2 separate regions of the Sus scrofa genome follow, and region 2 is linked to region 1. The links are chromatin contacts, called in public HiChIP or PLAC-seq maps. All regions are on one chromosome and are shown on one strand. The core of a region is the stretch at or near the end of the contact, and the rest is flanking DNA. Distances in the headings are between cores, read along the strand shown.

Evidence for each region. HiChIP or PLAC-seq counts read pairs in DNA pulled down with a chosen protein or histone mark.
Region 2: a contact with region 1 is called in an H3K27ac HiChIP or PLAC-seq map of alveolar macrophages. The contact joins two enhancer-like sites. A contact is called at or near these places in 2 of 47 Hi-C or Micro-C datasets (embryonic fibroblasts and fetal liver) and 1 of 2 datasets of contacts at active chromatin or transcription factors (alveolar macrophages).

The regions. Positions count from the first base shown.
Region 1 is chr2:6,664,805-6,669,684 of Sscrofa11.1, reverse strand. EHBP1L1 (EH domain-binding protein 1-like protein 1) reads left to right here. Exons shown (of 18, transcript XM_021082847.1): 11 at 1-151; 12 at 4,231-4,300; 13 at 4,406-4,461; 14 at 4,564-4,687. Among named protein-coding and RNA genes, the nearest start is that of KCNK7, 9.4 kb to the right of the region's middle. Within about 2 kb of position 2,889, at least 14 of the 83 cell types and tissues checked have an H3K27ac peak or open chromatin away from gene starts, as enhancers often do. A contact at or near this core is called in alveolar macrophages, where this site is marked.
Region 2 is chr2:6,813,966-6,819,037 of Sscrofa11.1, reverse strand. No RefSeq gene overlaps it. Among named protein-coding and RNA genes, the nearest start is that of FRMD8, 27 kb to the left of the region's middle. Within about 2 kb of position 3,402, at least 57 of the 83 cell types and tissues checked have an H3K27ac peak or open chromatin away from gene starts, as enhancers often do. A contact at or near this core is called in alveolar macrophages, where this site is marked.

The sequences.
Region 1 (4,880 bases), core at 1,640-4,139:
CCCGCCCCGCGCGCACGGCTCCTTCTCCCACGTGCGCGACGCTGACCTGCTGAAGAAGAGGCGCTCGCGGCTGCGGAACAGCAGCTCCTTCTCGGTGGACGAGACGGACTCGGGAGCAGCAGGAGCGGCCGGAGCGGCCGGCGCGGCAGCGGTGAGTGCCCTCCGCTGCGTAGGGGTCAGGGGAGCCGGCGGAGCAGGGGCAGGTCCCCAGGCATCACCCCCACCCCCCACCCCCGCGCCAGGGCTGGTTTCGGTTTCGGTGCTCCTCCTCAGGGGCGCCGGTGTGCCCAGACCCACCAGCACCAGGGATCGAACCTGCGCCAATGCAATGACCCAAAGCCGCTGCAGTGACAGCGCTGCTGGGTCCTTACTTAACCTGCTGCGCCACAGGAGATTCTTTTAGGGCTTTTTAACACTTGATACCCAGTTAGGGGAATCACAGGCTGGAATAGGAAGTTCCCAGAAGGCACTGTGTAGACAGTCTTGGAGGCAGGGCTCTTTTGCACTGTAGAGCGGGTTGGGGCATTTCTTTCCCTGCAGGTGGCCCAGATGCCACCACTTCCCTGTAAGCTGGGAGCAGGGTTTCTATACTCCAGGGAGCTCTCTAGGGTCTCCCAACCCCCAAGAGTCTCTGACTTGGATCTTTAACTCCAGATGCTGGAGACCAGTTTCCTCTCTTCCCTGATAATGGAAAGTTGGAGATGGGAAACCCTGCTGGGTGCCCATGTACCCCTGTCCCTTGCAGGTGTCAGGTCAGTCTCCTAGGTGTCTCATGGTTACTGCACCGAAGGGGAGATGGTCCCAGAATGGGCAGGGATTTACTCAAGGCCTCGCAGCCACTGAAGTCCAGCCATGGGCTTTCCAGCTGCACCGTCCTAGACAGCAGGCAGTCTGTTAGGCTGCTCCAGGCCTTCAGCAGCTCTGGGATGGCCCTGAGTTCTAAGGAAAGGAAGGAATAAACTGGTAAAGGCTTTTGGAGGAAGCAGCCATTTGCTCCGGGCCAATAAGACGGGCAGCTTTTCCCAGGTGAAGAATCAGAGCGGGTGGTTCTCAAGAGGGGGGCCTCACAAGCAAAACCGTGGCAGCAGGACAGCTCAGGCCTCCGTTAGGGAGACCGTCATCTCCGTTAGAGAGACTCTTAGGTGAGCCCGTCATCTCCCTTAAGGGCCGCAGGCGGTGGTGAGGCTGGCCTGGCGAGCAGGAGCCTGCAGTGCAGGGTTGGAGGCACAGCCCTAAGCCCGTGAGTGAGGAGGCCATCAGAGGCACCCACAGAGGCCGTGATAGACAGCTGTCCTCAACCTGTCTTTTGGCCTCCAGCCAAAGCCCCCTTAATGTGTGTCAAGAGCTCTTTACAGTTTAAAAGGGGAGGCTCTGTCCTTCTGGGCCCAGGTCCCAGCATCTGGTCCTTCCAAGCCAGGCCCTTCCTCCAGCCGTTGTCCCACAGAAGCTATTTGACGCGTGGGGCTGGAGGGGGCTCCCCTTCACCCCCCGTCCCCCATCCTTAGGTGAGCCGTGGGAGGAGGCAGGGGCCGCCCCTGGCCGTGGGGGCTCCCAGAGTCCTGGCTAGAATGACGTCGGCATCTGGAAGCCGGCGAGAGGCTGAAGCAATGCCATGAGAAGGCAGGGTGCCTCTGGTGCAGCTCAGCAGGGCTTCCTGGAGGAGCGGCCCGCGTGAGGGGGTAGAAAGGGGAATTTGGCGCAGACACGAGGAGGCGTTGGAATTCCCGTCGGGGCTGGTGTAAGTAAGCTTAGTTGCTGCTGAGTTTCGGGTTTCTCCACTCTCCTGCCTCTGCCACCATGTTGAGCAATCACTGTGTGCCTGCCCTGCCCCCCCCCACAACCCCTCACCAACTTGTTCAGTGCCCCTTCTGGGGAGCGGTTACCCCATTTTGCACATGGGAGGGTTGAGGCTAAGGGAGATGAGGAAAGAGATAAAGGGAGTTGATTGAGTTGATAGAGGAACCCTGGTTCTGAGACGGAACTCTTTTTTTTTCCTTTTTAAAAAATCTTTTTAGGGCTGCACCTGTGGCATATGGAGCTTCCCAGGCCAGGGGGTCGAATTGGAGCTGCAGCTGCTGGCCTACACCACAGCCACAGCACCACGGGGTCCGAGCGGCATCTGCAACTTACACCACAGCTCACGGCAACGCTAGATGCTTAACCCACTGAGCAAGGCCGGGGATCGAACCTGCGTCCTCGTGGATGCTAGTCACATTCGTCTTGAGAGTGAACTCAGGACCCTCTACTGGGCCCAGGACTATTAACTGGCTGCGTGACCCCAGACAAGCCACTTGCTCTCTGTACTCTTTTCCTGAGGAGGAGAAGCAAAGACATGAAAGTTTGTCAAGTGGCATTGAGACACCCCTGCAGGGCACTATCAAAAAAGGAACTGGGAGTTCCTGTTGTGGCTCAGTGGTGATGAACCCGGCTAGTATCCGTGAGGGCGTGGGTTTGATCCCCAGCCTCCCTCAGTGGGTTAAGGATCCAGCGTTGCTGTGGCTGTGGCGGAGGCTGGCAGCTACAGCTCCGAATCGACCCCTAGCCTGGGAACTTCCAGATGCCGCAAGTGCAGCCCTGAAAAAGACAAAAGCGGGGGTGACTGTGTTTTTCCCCAGATGCCTTCTGGAGCCCGGCAACCCCCAGATTACCCAGGCCTGGGATTCCTCCCCATCATACATACAAGGGCACAGACAGGCCCAGTGGCCATGACTGGCCCAGAGGCAAATAGCAAATTGGTGGCCTAGCTTGGGAAGTCACCTTTGGATTAGACAGGCCTAGGCCAGGTCCTGTGTGAATGTCACCTGTGGGCCTCTGTCTCCTCGTCTGTAAAGCAGGGACAGTGTTCTTGGGAGAGCTGATGAGTCAGTTCGTGCACAGCGCCCACACACGAACAAATGCTTAAGGCGTCTTAGCCACGACTTTGAACCAGAGCGTGTCCTCTGGACCCCAGCCTGTGTGCAGCCGCTGCCTCTGCTGGGGGAGGCGTGGATGACCAACAGCCGTGACAGGCTGGGGGTAGGGCTGGAGCTGGGACGCGAGAGGCCCTGGGGGCCACGGTGGGCAAGGATCTGCCCAGCCTGGGAATTGGGGAGGCTTCAGGAGGCATGAAAGCCAGGGACGGAGGAAGAAAGCCGTGTGAAGGGGCCTCTGGAGGAGGCGGGGAGGAGCTGGGTCATAAAGGTCGCGCTGGTGTCCAGCAGCCCAAGATAGAGGCCAAGGAAACAGGCTGAGGAAACAGTTTGGAGAAGTGAAAGTCCCATCACTGTGGCCAGAGGGTGGCATCTGGGTGGGGTTCCGGGCAGTGGGAGTTGAGGCTGGAGCTGCCAGCAGGCCTTGGCCATGAGGCTGGGGGCCGAGGGCCGGGTGTGGGAGACTGACTCTGTTTAGAAAGCCTTCTCGGTTGTGGCTGGAGGGTAAAGTCGGCAGGCAGGGAAAGAGGGGGTGACTAGTGAAGAGGCTGCCACTGGCCCAGGCCAGAGCGGCTGTCACCCGAGGCAGGGATGTCCAGGGCTGCCTCTTGGCGAGGTACACCGTGGGGTGGACAGTGGGGGGGGGCTCAAAGCTTTCTCCCCACCTCATGACCTAGAAAGGTGGCCAGAGCAGTAGCCACCAAAGGGGCTCGGCTATCAGCTGAGATCCAAGGTGGGGGCCTCCAGGGCTGATAGCCCCTGCGGGTTGCCAGGGGCAGGGCACATGAGAGGCTGTAATGGATGGGTCCAGCCGCCTGTTCGGTTCTGAGTGTTATGTGAAAAGCACAGCGTTCTCTAGGTGTGGGATTGATAAGGTGGGACAGTGTCCCATTTTGGCCAGGACATGGAGGCACTGCCTCGTCACGGCCACATCCAGGTCAGCTCCCTGGCCTGTGGGAGTGCCGTGGGGGAGGGGGCGGGAGGAGGAAGGAAAGGTCCCAGCCTTTCACCCCAGACTCTCACAAAGGCCCCGTGAGGCCCCAGGAATGAGGACTGCGAGGCTCAACGAGTGGGAGTGGACCAGCCCAGGACCACAGCGCCAGGAGCCGCGGAGGCCAGAGCCTTGCGGGCCTTGCGGGAGGAGGCGCTTTGCCCAGGGGGTAGGGGTGGAGTTCTGAGCACCCGGGCTGGAGCAGCCGCTGGGGCTGCAGGCAGGGCCTGGAACTGAGGCCCCTTCCTCCCACGTGAGTGAGGCTCTGGCTGGCCCCAGGGTAGACCTTGGGGAGCCCCTCCAAGCCCTCACTGGCCTCTTCCTCCGCAGGAAGGTGTGAGCCCTGACCCCAGCCCTGCCCCTGGCCCTGCCCCCGCCACAGCCCCACAGCAGCCCCCTGGTGAGTAGTTTCGAAGGGGTGGTGACTGTCACAGATCCTGAGCTGGGGACCTTCCAGGCGGGCGCAGGTGTCGGCTGAGCACCTTAGCCTGGTCTCTGTCTGCAGGTGGGACTCCCGCTGCGGAGGAACCACCCCCAAGCCCGGGGGAGGAGGCTGGGCTGGTAAGGAGGGCTGAGGTGGGAGGAGCCACTGGGTGGGTGGGCCTCCTAGATGGGGCCTGGGCTGAGCCCACCCTGTCCTCTGCCCCCCCTCCTTCCACCCAGCAACGTTTCCAGGACACAAGCCAGTACGTGTGCGCAGAGCTGCAGGCCCTGGAACAGGAACAGAGGCAGATAGATGGACGGGCGGCCGAGGTGGAGACGCAGCTGAGGAGCCTCATGGAGTCAGGTGGGGCCAAGGTCGGGACTCCACGCCGCGACACACGCCCCCAGACCTGGCCCACCCTGCAGCGCTTTCTGGGCCTGAGAGGAGTTGGGAGGAGACAAGGCTGGGGCAATGACCCCCATTTACAGCCAGGCACACTGAGTCCCTGAGCGGGGGAAGCAGCCTGCTGGAGGCCCACAGCTCTGGCTTCTGGGAT
Region 2 (5,072 bases), core at 2,153-4,652, 150 kb before region 1:
CCGGACTAGTATCCATGAAGATGCAGGCTCAATCCTGGCCTCGTTCAGTGGGTTAAGGATCCAGTGTTGCCGTGAGCTGTGACATAGGTCGCAGATGCAGCTTGGATCCCGAGTTGCTCTGGCTGTGGCATAGGCTGGCAGCTGCCGCTCCAATTCAACCCATAGTCTGGGAACTTCCACATGCTGTAGGTGCAGCCCTAAAAAAAAGAAAAAAGAAGAAAACGGATCTGTCCTTATCACTGCTATGGCTCCGGATCAATCCATGGCCAGGGGAACTTCTTCATGTTGCACCCCCAAAAAAATTAAAAACCTAGGGCTGTTGGGGGGAATCCACTGAGTGGAGTGGGTAGACCCTTGGAGCTACTCCTCTCTCTCCTGCTCTGCCCCTTGCCCACAGGAGCTGACAGTCCCAGGCCCCTGCCAACAGGCCCCTCCCCCTGCCCAGCAGTCCAGTTCTTCCAGCACCTCCCCTCCCCCACCCATACGGACCCCTCCAGCTATTTCCACCCACCCCCCACATCCGAGACATAAGGAAATTCCCAGGCTAGGGGTTGAATGGGAGCTGCAGCTGTCGGCCTACACCACAGCCACAGCAATACCAGACCTGAGCCGCATCTGCGACCTACACCGTGGCTCAGGCAAGGCCTGATCCTTAACCCACTGAGCAAGGCCAGGGATAGAACCTGCATCCTCACGGATAGTAGTCAGGCTCGTTACTGCTGAGCCAGGACGGGAACTCCCAGCTATTATTATTATTTTTGTTTTGTTTTTTGCTTTTCAGAGCTGCACCCGTGGCATATGGAGATTCCCAGGCAAGGGGTCTGATCAGAGCTGTAGCTGCTGGTCTATGCCACAGCCACAGCAACACCAGATCCGAGCTGCATCTGCGAACTACACCACAGCTCATGGCAACAACCGGATCCTTAACCCACTGGGCAAGAACAAGGATCGAACCCGCGTCCTCATGGATACTAGCCAGGTTTGTTAACTGCTGAGCCACAACGGGAACTCCCCATGTATAATATAACTTATGTATTTATAATATATATAGTTTATGTATAATATTATTATGTATATATTTTTTTTCGAATTCTCTTCCCTTCTAGATTACTACAAAATATTGAGCATGGCCCCCGTGCCATACAGCAGGTCCTTGTTGGTTCTCTGTTTTACATATAGGAGTGCGTATATGTTAATCCCAGACTCCTCATTTATCCTCCCCTTCCCCGCAGCTATTTCACTCTACTCGTCACGGGTATAATGTGCAAGTGGGAGAATAATAACAGTCCCAGCTCTTCCCAGGACTTCCATGTCGCCGGCCTGTTTGATCTTGGCATTTGGTGGAGAGGGGGTGGTGACCGCTGACGCTCCGGGCTGGTAGGAGCAAAGGCCTCCCCCACAGCTTCAAGGTCGGCAGCCTCCAGGGGCACATGAACCCCTCAGGGGTTCACGCTGCCCACAGAAGCCCCGGCACCACCTGGGTCTCTCACAGGTGCCACTTGGGCAGGTCTAGGGGAGTCAGAACAGAAAAGGGCAGAGGTTCAAGGGTGGTCTGAACAACCCGTGCTCCAGTGGGGTCACTGTGGGGGCGAGAGAGGCTCAGGCCTGGGGACCTTTCCAGCCTCAGGGACACCAGCAGAAGTGAGCTCCGGTGGGGGGCTGCAGGCAGCCTGGGAGGAGAGGGTCCCTGGGGGGGCTGTGCAGACCTAGGCCTGGGAAGGGGCGGCTTTCAGCACCACCAGGTTGCTCACCCAGAGGAGCTGTCACCAAGGTTCCTGGTGGGTGAGGCTTGCGGCGAGGCTGGTGAGATGGACACGGGCCAAAGGGTGGGGCCCCCCAAAGCTGGGACTTGCTCCGTCAGCAACAGGGGGCCTGCCCGAGGACGTCTGGGGCCACTGGTGGGGCGACAGTGGTCCAGGGAGGCAAGGCTTGTGGGACCGGGTACCTCATTCCACAGGCCTTCCTGCTGCTCCCCGTCGGTGCTTGGCACTCGGGAGGGGGGACAAGAGAGTCTGGTGAGCAGGGCTTTCTGGACACAGGGAGGCGACCATGAGCCAGTGAAGGAGTTGGCAGGAAAAGGGCAACGTGAGCTCCAGGCAGCAGGCCGGCTCGTGCAAGGCTGGGGAGCGGGGCTGGGCACCAGGGCCCCCCTGATGCCTCTGTACACGGCAGAGCGTCCCAAAGAGCTGGATGAAGGCGACTGATGGCGTTGCAGTTAGTTCCTGGAGCCACGGCTCGCCCAAGGCCTGGCGCTAGAAGCAGGGGGCTCCCAGTTGGGGGGCCCTTGGAACCCCAGAGGAGGCATAGGTCACACATATGAGAGCCCCCTCCTAACAGGATCACCTCCCTGCCTGTCCCGCCTTTTCTTTTTTTCCTTTTCCAGCCTCCCCAAGGCACATGGAGTTCCCAGGCCAGGGAGCATCGGATCCAAGATGCAGTCACAGCATAAATTGCGCTGCAACAATGCTGGATCCTTAACCCACTGCGCCAGGATGGAACCTGAGACCCAGTGCTCCCAAGACACTGCCGGATCCCGTTGTGCCACAGCGGGAACTCCTGTCCCTCTCTCTTTTGGACACACATGGGCTCCCAAAATGAGAGCAGGAAATGCAGGTGGACTGGCCCACTTCCTCCTCTGCCTTATAAACCGGGAGAACCAACCCCTGACACCCTCCCCCTCAAACGCCTTCTGCCACGTCCGCCAAGAGAGGCTCCCCTGTCTCCCTGAGCTGCACCAGCCATTTCCTGGGAGCTGCTGGGCCCCCGGCCACAGGGAACAGCAGTCCCCCCACCCCGACCCCACCACCCTCTCCATATGTCCTGACTTGGGAGTCCGGGGTGGACGGGACCCCAGATCCGGGCCCGCCACCTGTTTTGTGGGCCTGCTGTTGACCTGGGAACTCATTTCCTTCCTCCGATCAGCCCAGAAACATCACAAATATTGACCGAGAGCCTCACAGTGGGCACAACTGTTTGGTCAACACATTTATCAAGATCCGCTCCACGCCAGGGCCGTCTCGGGGACTGCCAGCTCAGAGGCCCAGGGGAGGACAAACAGACGGAAGGCCCTCCCTTGAGGAGCTCACGTCCCAGCAGGACGGGGTGGGGATGGAGTCTCACTGGGAAGGTGACCTCCAGGCAGAGCCACTGGGTTAAGTGCTTCCAGGCAGACTCTTTTGTTAAAGCGAGGAGGTGAGAACAGGGAAAGCCGGCTGGAGAGCTGACGAAGGGCCTGCCCGGGGGCCTGCAGCAGGGTGGGCCAGACCAGGCTGGGGCCCAGCTTCCTGCCAGGGCAGGAGAGGCCAGTGGGGGCTGGGCGGAGGTCCGGGTTGTTCCCGCTGGGCCGCTGGGAGGCGAGCCAGGGCAGGAAGGGCTCCCGGCCAGCACGCAGTGACTGTGCACTTCCTTACCCAGGCCCTGAAACCCGGGCCCTGGGGCTCTGAAGGGAGAGGCCCAGGCCGAGGGGCTCCTGGGAGGGGGAGAGTCGAAATCTCGGCACCAGTGCCAGACAGAAGCACGGAGACAGTTGGAGGAAGCAGAAAAAGCAGCTTTAACTGCCAGGCAAAGAGGGAACACACAGCAGGCTGGTGCCGCCCTCGGAGGGGACTGTGAGGAGTCCTACAGTGTCCGAGGAGCCGGCCGTGGTCAGCTCCTGGACATGCTCCTGATTGGTGGGTGGGGAGGTCATTGGGAGTCGGCAGCTTTAACGTGCTGGTTCCATCGGGTCTGGGGTCTACGTGCTGTGGGCAGCATCGAGTTAGGTGGTTTCTTCCAAACGGTGGGAGCTTCAGCACCTGCAAAACAGCTCCAGGGTCATGGCTCAAAATATTATCTATAGGCTTTGGTTTTCTTTCTTTATCTTTCTTTTTTTTTTAATTTCTTTTTAAGGCTGCACCCACAGCATATGGAAGTTCCCGGTCTAGGGGTCAAATCAGAGCTGCAGCCACTGGCCCACACCACAGCCACAGCCACGCCAGATCTGAGCCAAGTCTGTGACCTCAGCCACAGCTCACGGCAATGCCACGTCCTTAACCCACTGCTCGGGGTCAGGGATTGAACCTGCATCCTCCTGGGTACTAGTTGGTTGTTGACCTGCTGAGCCACAATAGGAACTCCTATCTAAAGTCTCTGAGGAACTGAAGGTCCTTGACTTTGTTGAATGGCTGAGCTGTTATTACTGTTTTCTTTGTTTTTTTTTTTTTTTTTTTTTCATTCCCTGATTAAATTGGTTCGTTCAAGTTTTTCTATAGCTAAAAAGGCAAGCGGAGGAGATGAGTGGGGGTCTATTCTGGGAAGGCCTCCCAGGGTCCTGCTCCGTTACAAGTCCAAGGTGACCCAGGAGGCCACAGCTCTAGTACTGGGCCTGTGAGAGACGGGAGCAGGGTTCTGGCACATTCTCTAGTGGTGGCAGCAATATCATCACCCTCCTACCCATCTTGACCCTAAAGCACCAGCCCTTTCTCGCCCCTCTTCTCTCTCCTGGGACCCGTCCTGGGCTGATGTGTTTTCAGGAAAACAAAACTAAGCAGGCTTCAGAACGAGAAGGGAAGGCAATCCTGGCTGTGAGAAAGGACTTGGAGCCCTGGCCCTGACCCTGAAATCCGGATGTTGCCCAAGGGGTCCTCCCCCCCCCCCGTCCCCCCAGCCATGAGCCCCTCAGGGCACTGCCCCAGGAAGAGCAGGTCTCAACCACCCCCCGGGTGGGGCAGGCCTCTCATCACCCAGCCCCACCCAGGGACCAAAGTTCTCTTGTTTACTGCCGTTTCCTGGAACAGCTTGTTTTGCTCAGGAGAAATCTGCTGACGCACTGGCTGCCCTGCCCTCCTCTCTGTAAAAATACTCCCGAGGTATTTTCAGCCTTATTTGCAGAAAGAGGCAGGACCCGAGCCTTCCATTTGTCCATCTCACTGTAAGGACAGCCTTGGCCCCAAAGGCCGGACAGAGAGGTCCCTGTGTGGCTTTCTACCCTCATTCCTCCTCAGAGACAATCCAGCTCCAACAAAAGCTAGCCATGCTGCCCGGAGAGCTTCTAAGCCAGGGCCCATGGACACTGTGCCAATTTATCCTTGAAA